2 separate regions of the Anas platyrhynchos genome follow, and region 1 is linked to region 2. Evidence: chromatin contacts called from public Hi-C data. All regions are on one chromosome and are shown on one strand. Each heading gives the region's core, a stretch centred on a gene start, on an enhancer-like site or on the middle of the called end of the contact. The rest is flanking DNA. Distances are from core to core; before and after follow the strand shown.

Region 1 (3,809 bases), core at 15-2,514, 55 kb before region 2:
AGCGGTCAAGTCTTCTCTGGACAAACACCTGGGCAGACATTTCTCAGAAACACTGGACTACCTCTGTAGGGGTGACTGCACCAGAGCATCGCATGTGATGATCAGATTTCTCATGAGATATCGCTACAGGGTTCAGCTAAAGCTAAGCATGCTTTGTGGAGACGCTTCCAGCCTGAGAAAGACTGGGATGTCTGCAGCCAGACCACAGCTCCTCCCACACGTTGTGTAAGAGACGAGAGGACATTTGTGCTGGGTGTGGGATCTGGAGAAACATCAAGGAAGGAGGGCGAGGATTCAGGTCAGATGTGGGAGCAGAGAAGGCAGCTAGAGAGTGCTCTTCAGGGCATGAGAAAGATGAGAGGAGGAGGGACAGGAGATCCTGGCCTGCCCTGAGACAAATGCAGGGTGGAGCGGGCATATATCATTACCCCAACAACTATTTCCATCCTGAACAGCCTGTGGTAGCTCTAGTGAAGAGATAACACCTGCCTTTTGTCTGTGTACTGTAAGAAAACACGTGGAAACTCACTACCAGATCCAGCTAACCTCTTAAGTCTTTTCCCTTGAAGGAGCTGTGGTTTGGCCCACTGTGGAGAAAATGTAAGGACATGCTATGTGGGAAGCTGCAGAAATAAAGCTTTGCTCACTGTTTATGTTTAGGTAGGATGTCTATCAAAATGGATTGCAATTATTGGATAAAATGGACTTCCCTGATATGAAGTGAGATGAGTATTCATGGTATATTGTTTAATGCTTAGGGCCTGAACTTCTCCTGAAGGGAGAAGGGAGATTCTTCTTCAAGAATCTCCCAGGAAGAGGCTCTCCCACCAAAGAAAGCATGGCAGGGCCTTTAGGACCTTTTAGGATGTCACCTTCCACAGTACCGAGCTCAGCAGCTCCCTGTTTGTGTTTGTTCCTCAGCTTCATGTTTGGCTTGGAGGCAAATGAAGATCTGCTGAACCCAGCGGGCGACAGCTGCAGTGAGACAGCTGTAGAAGCAGAGGCAGCAAGGGACGGCTGGGAGGGGGATTAACTGAGTTAACATTTAAAAAAAAATAAAGGATGCTGCAATAAACAGATCAGCCAGGACAGGATCACGCATTGATGCTGAAACTCTGCATGTTATCAGAGCATCTCTTGCTCTGCCCCAGTCCTTCCCCTCAGGTTTCTGTATCTCTTCTACCACAGTAAGGGCATGCCCATGCTACCGCTGTCTGCGTGGGTTTACCCAAGCTGGCTTCAAACAGGCTGGTCTGGAAGTGTGGCCAGGGCAGTCTCTAACTCAGTACAGGCTGCCAAGCATGTCTGGGGTGAGGGGCAGATAAGTACTCGGATGTGTTTTGCAGCCAACACCAATCGCTACATTGCTGTCTCCATGCTGGCATCCATACACAACGGATCCAGGCCTACAGGGGTGTCCTGGTCCCTTATCTGCAAGGACGGGTGTCGAAAGCACTGAGCCCTGGCCTAATCCTGTGTGTGCTGACGTCAGTGGGGATTTTTGTGCTGACACGAGGGAGAGCAGATTTTCTCAACACGCCACGTTGGTGTTTACTTTGCTTCTTCGCATGGAATGACGCTCGGGCCTGTCAGCGGGCTTGGTCTGAGGCGTCCGCTGCCAGCAGCATGGGGACAGGCACGCTGCTGGCAGGTGAGCCAGGTGGGACACGGGGTGGGGTGTGGAGCTGGCATCGCCTTGACCTGGTGAACCAGATCATCTGGAAGCATTTCAGCAGGGCATATCCATGCAGGTTGCTGCTTAATCCCAAGGTGAGTGCCTGAAGCCATGCCATTCGTTTTCTGACCTGGGGTCAGACACCTTCAGTGTGCTAATCCCTTTCAAACACACCCCTGCGTGATTTGTTTGAACATCGGACTGGGTGAGCTTGGTGAAGGAAAGAGATATTACAGCGTCATTGCCTTTTCACTTGTCGGATCCCATTTTCTTTATTCAAATTACTTTTTCTGCCATTTTAATTACATTTTTTATTTGGGGGCAGGGGATTATTTTCTTAATCCATCTCCCCCAAAATGGTACAACTTTTATAGAATAGAACAGAGCAGAAGAGAATAGTTCAGTTAGAAGGGGCCTAGTAAGATTTAGTCCAACTGCCAGACCACCTCAGGGCTAACCAAAAGTCAAAGCATATTATTTAGGATATTATCCAAATGCCTCTTGAACACCAAGAGACATAAAGCACCAACCACCCTCACAGTAAGAAATTTTTCCTAATATCCAATCTGAACCTCCCCTGGTGCAGCTTTGTTGCCATTACAAAACAGCCTGTTATTATTTCAAAATTGAACTTCAAGCATGGGACCAGATTCTTACTTTTTTTTTTTCTTTCTTTTTTTTTTTTTTTTTTTTTTTCAGAAAACCACTTTGCTGAATTTAAAGTCAACATCTTGCTGTTAAATGACTGGAAAAGAAAACTGATGATCAAGCACAGGTTTCTATATCTATATTTAAAGAGTTAAATCCAATTTCCTCAGAAACCAGGGGCTAATCTTCCCCATGGTCTCCAGAATGACAAAGAGTGAAAACAAACTAAAATATATAGAGTTGGATGTTAAAAGACAGTAGTTAGTCAGCAATCTTGTGAACTTTCCCCTGAGTTTTGAGAAACTCGGTTCAGCCTGCCCTTTTGTGCTGACCCCAAAGACTGAAGGCCTCAGAAACCTTCTCCATTGCTGTACTTCAGCAGTGATCCCGAGGGGCATGTTTTCCTTTATTGAGACTGTGTGACTATTATCAGAGTGCCTACATTTTTAGAGACGAGCCTCTCTTTGTGTTAGACACTGTATAAACAGCACTCAAGCCGCCCAGTGACAGGCTGACAACAATGGCAAGATTGTCTGATACTTGCTTTGTATGTAAAAGTGATATGTTTCTTTTTAGGTTAAGTTAATCACATTTCATCATTCATACTTTCTGACCTGTCATGGAATGGCTTTTTATTGCAGAACAGGGAAATGACCGATTTTTTCTTTTTATTTCTATGGGGTTTAAGACCAAAAAGGACTATGCTGACACCTTTTATGTTGTATGGACCACAGAGTTAGTACCAGTGCTTTCTGTGTGAGGTCCAGTAGTCTTGATAGGAAACAATGAAATGGCTTCAGAGAAACATTGTTTTGATATCAAGACTTCATCTGGTGGACAATCCATCACAGCTTTTTTTTTGAGGTCCTCCAGTTGTTGATCAACTTCACAATTAAAGAGTTGTAGCTCCTTTCCAACAGCATTTTTTCTAGTTTCATCTTGCATCTCTGGATCTTACTCTGCCTATGACTGTTAGATTCAGTATCTCCTACTGTGAAAAATATTCTCTCACCATAGAGATAGGGTTGCCCATATTATCTTTGATAATCTCAGCTGACTTAACTCCCTGACTCCGCACTTTTCTCTAAGTCATATTTATCAGAATTCAAAGTGATGTTAGGTTTCTGGTTTAGGGTTCTTCCCAATACCCTGTAGACAGAAATCTACTGGCTTTTGCTGCTTGACAAACATAAACAAGATTATTTGTGTCCTCTCCAATTATCCTCTTCAGAGAATTTTCATACCAAAGATCCTCCTTAAGACAGCTAATTCCTATATGTGGAAGCTTAAATAATAGCTCTGCCTATTTATAGCTATGTTAAGTTTTCCATTTATTTCCATCTTAGTCTTGTGTGTAAGCCTCTGCCGTGCCTGCCATTTCTGAGCAATGAGCACAGCGGGAATTCATGTGACTGGGCACTGAGAAAGGAAAGCTAGTACCTCTCCCACTACCTTCCAGGTTTTGCATGGGCACAGAAAAAGAGTT
Region 2 (3,951 bases), core at 992-3,491:
ATAGAGAAGGTCACACAAGATGGTTCATTCTGGCCATCAGCCAATGAAAAGTCATCAGCCTGTGACCAGATTCCCCTTCACTCTCCATCCCTCATCTGTAAGCAGTGGGAGATAAATGAAGCATCTCCAGCATTGTCTTCCTCCACCCTGGGATGAAGGAACCCAGGAACTACAGGAGAGGGAGAAAGAAATGGGCAAAAACTCTTAAGTACAGGAACTGAGCGTGGAAATTCAGGAATTAATAGCATATTTCTCTGGGTTGCATAACTAATTATTGAGCAAGAGAAGAGAGCAGATGTGGGCTGGTAGGATGTAGGATAAATTCATTAGAGATGAAGAGTCTCATGGCCAGCTGGAAACTTTGTAGTCTCAGGAGGCAAGAGAGAACTCTTACAGAAGAGGGTATCGCTCTTTGTCCATGTAAAATAAATAAAAATAATAAAAAAAAAAATCAAAACTTATTGTGTGCCTTTCTCTCTTACATACACAAGGAAGAAGAATAACAAATTAATATTAAAAAAGAAAGAAACGTAGCTTTTTTTGAAACACCTCATGATATTAAGGTTATTCCCATAGTTAGATGAGCTCTGAGTTTTCTTCTTTTCTGCGGTTATGAGTCCTGAGCAAGATCCAAACCCACGAGGCAGGCAATGCTCCCTCAGACTACTTTCCTGAGCATGTTATCTCATCCCTTTGTGAACATATTCACTGAGGATGCCGCAGTGACCTCTCTTGGCAAGCTATGCTTGTGTCAAATTGCAGGTATGTCTTTCTTCTCGAGCTACTCTTTGCATGATGTCTGCTAGGAGACCAAAAGAGAAATCAGCCCAAAACAGAAATAAAAACAAAAAGCACAGTGCTAATTTCCTGAAAGTTAAAGGCAGAATGTTACCTATCATAAAAATAAAATAAAATAAAAAATTGTCTACCCACTTTTATAGTGTTAACATATTATGAGCATAACAGTTCAGCCAACAAAATTTGTCACAGAGCCAGACCAGATTCAACATAAAATATTTGATCCCTGAATACTCAAATCTCATGCTCCTTTAAAGAACAGCACTCAGTAAGAGTCATATTAAGTGCACTAGCCTCCCTTGACAATGATTTTGTAAATCCCATCACAAAATTAAGATACAATCCTATGATGCTTACACAAACTGTGAAAGCTCAGGCCAGTATTTACTTCTCTGACTTCTCTGTTGTTTATCCTGGGGAGAAGATGTATTTCAGCCATCTGAATTTGCACTCCAGGCTGTATCACAGTATTCCTCTCATCATCCCCACCCTGGCCTGAAGGGAATACTGTCTTTAGGACACTGCACAAGTCACGGATAGTGGTGCAACACGCAGCTCCACCTACCTGTGGCTGGACAGGTAGATAAGGAATCTCGCCCATGCTCCCATCTGAATAAAGAAAAGCTCCCTGATAGGAAGGAAAATGAAGCACTGGAACAGGCTGCCTCGGGCACTGGTGGAGTCTATATCAAGTCCTTAAGAACTGGTTAGACAAGCATCTGTCAGGAGCAATATAGGTGCAGTTCATTTTGCCTTCCAACCCTATTTTTCTAGATCTAGGATGAAACTGTGCTTCTGAAGAACTGTTATGATGATTTGCCTCTTCCCTGCATCCTGGGAAGTTAAGAAGGCTCAGTTTGGCAACTGGCATTGAGGTAGGTGGATAGCAAGTCACATTAACCATCTTAGAAGACTATCTACTACTGTCCACCTACTAGAGTCCTTGGTATTGATGGACATTTGGATCTTCAAATCCCAAAATGAACAACAGCTTCCAGACTTTTATAACTAGCATTATTTTTAGCCTGTTACACAGTCCTCATGACTGATCTGCTGGAGGTGGCTTTGCTGTAAGCCCTGAGGAACGGGAAAGGAAGGGGTTTGTGGAGACATAATTTCCAGGGGGTGATAAGCTTGCATCTGTTTTGAACTGTAAAATGGCAGCTCGTTGTGAAATCCTCTCTGAGCATACCTTTTAAATGCCAAACAAGCACAGCACCAAAAGCACATAAAGAAATAATTGAAAGGCTCTGGAGGGAAGCCAAGAGGACGTGGCTAATGTTTCACCTAATCTCACCCCCTCGCTTGCTCTCCCCCAGCAGCCCTGCCTGCATGACGTGAACTTCAGAGCTTCAGCAGGCAGCTGCTTCTTGACTGTGCACACTGTCTGACCCGCTGGCAGCAGGACAAGAAAAACAAAGAGGCTAAAAACATAAAACAGAGAGAGATTAGGAGCTGTGCGGCCCAGAGTGCTCTCCTTTCACGGTGGGGCTGGGATTGGAGTCCCTCTGGAGGGCCTGCCTGAGCTGGGTTTGGAAGGCCCAGCTCGGACCTCTGCTGGCAGCCGTCCACTGCACAGGGCCCAGCTCCTGTGGGTCTCGCTCGTCCTGCCAGGGGAGGCCCAGCTCCGAGGAGATCTGGCTGCCTCCCAGCCCTAGGTTTGGTGGTTCATTCATGTGAGGCTGGAGTTCATGGCGGGGAGCAGTGTGGGAAGAATTTGTAGTGAAACCTGTCAGGTTTTTTTCCTTTGGATAAATCCACTTTGATTCCCCAGCCTCCAGTCACTTGTCCTTTACTTGCACACGGTCATTTACCTCCTCCTTCATGCCCCCAGACACATTTCCTTTGCACAGAACAGTTTACTCTTCAATAATCTATATTAAAATAAATTATCCAGAGGCTCATCCTAACAGTCCTGCTCTGAAACTCCTGCTTTCTGTGAGTAACTTCCAGCTGTGTGCTTGGTGTATAAATTAGCACCACAAGCAAAGGGTACCCATGACACGAAAACTGCAAAGCCTCACCTGTAAGTGTGCTGCTACCACTTCCTGGGCAGGTTAAACTGAAAATGAAGCTGACAAACCTGTCGCACTAAGAGAAGCAGAGCTAGTCTACATGCAGGAATTTGGACTCAGTAGAAGCAAGCAGTGTTAATTATTGATTGATCGTATTCACTTCCCTTCAAGTGAAGTTTTTAGGACTGATCTTTTACTTGGCCTTAAAATATAAACTGTGATTAGTGGGGCAGTGGTTCCGCAAAGCCTTTCAGTGATTTTAGAAAAACTCTTCATGTTAAAATCAGCCTAAGTGACAAAAATATTTCAGAGCCTAAATGAAAAGAAACAAATAATATTTTTTTTACTAGGTGCTGACCAAAAAACCCTGGAGTTTCAGTCATAAATCACCAGACCTGTGGCCTCCCACCATAAGCAGTAGTATAGCAGCAAAGTAATTGCTGAATGGCAGCACAACAGAAGTAAAGATCAGAGACTGGTAGGGGGCTGAAAGCAAGTGTGACTCTTCTTGCTAAGAATATACAAACCAACAAGGAAGAAAGGACCTAAAAATGAACACACAGTTTAGCTAAAAACAGATACAAAATTAAAATCAACTGGATTTCTGAAGATTTGGTTTTGTTTGTTTATTTGTTTATTAGATTTGTTTTTGATCTGGCTGTTTTTCATTTTGGTTAGTTTCATTTTGAGGCCAAAGTGATGAAACGCTACAAGAAAGGAAGTTCTTGTGGTTTTTCAGGGCCATCCAGAAGCAGAGTAATGGAAAACCAACAGCAAGCAGGAAGGACTGGAAAGCATGCAAGAGCTTTCCTACACAAACTGCCGAGCTCTGCAAAAGGAAGGTGTATCACAGTATCACAGAATGGTTAAGGCCAAAAGGGACCTCTGGGGGTGACACACAGACTCTTTCTTGGGGTTGTGCAGCTGTGTATAGACCTGGCACAGGCACAGGAAGGTGTGATAAATTCAGAGAGGGTACCAAAACTGGATTGTCTTTGGAGGCATAATGATCCATCCATCCCCTTTTCAACCAGCTGCTTTATGCTCCCCCAAGTATCTGTAGTCTTTGCGCTCCATCAGCCACAGGACTCACCTTGTGTTTGGCCAGCAAGGGTTTGAGATGTGATCCTATGCTCTC

Evidence for each region. A called contact is a pair of places that touch in the nucleus more often than the background predicts.
Region 1: a Hi-C map of liver shows a contact between it and region 2, with 2.5 times the contacts expected there. The contact joins two enhancer-like sites. A contact is called at or near these places in 3 of 8 Hi-C or Micro-C datasets (liver, skeletal muscle and subcutaneous adipose tissue).

The regions. Positions count from the first base shown.
Region 1 is chr4:56,479,461-56,483,269 of IASCAAS_PekinDuck_T2T, reverse strand. No RefSeq gene overlaps it. Among named protein-coding and RNA genes, the nearest start is that of TBC1D1, 130 kb to the left of the region's middle. Within about 2 kb of position 1,264, at least 1 of the 8 cell types and tissues checked has an H3K27ac peak or open chromatin away from gene starts, as enhancers often do.
Region 2 is chr4:56,425,666-56,429,616 of IASCAAS_PekinDuck_T2T, reverse strand. No RefSeq gene overlaps it. Among named protein-coding and RNA genes, the nearest start is that of KLF3, 84 kb to the right of the region's middle. Within about 2 kb of position 2,241, at least 7 of the 8 cell types and tissues checked have an H3K27ac peak or open chromatin away from gene starts, as enhancers often do.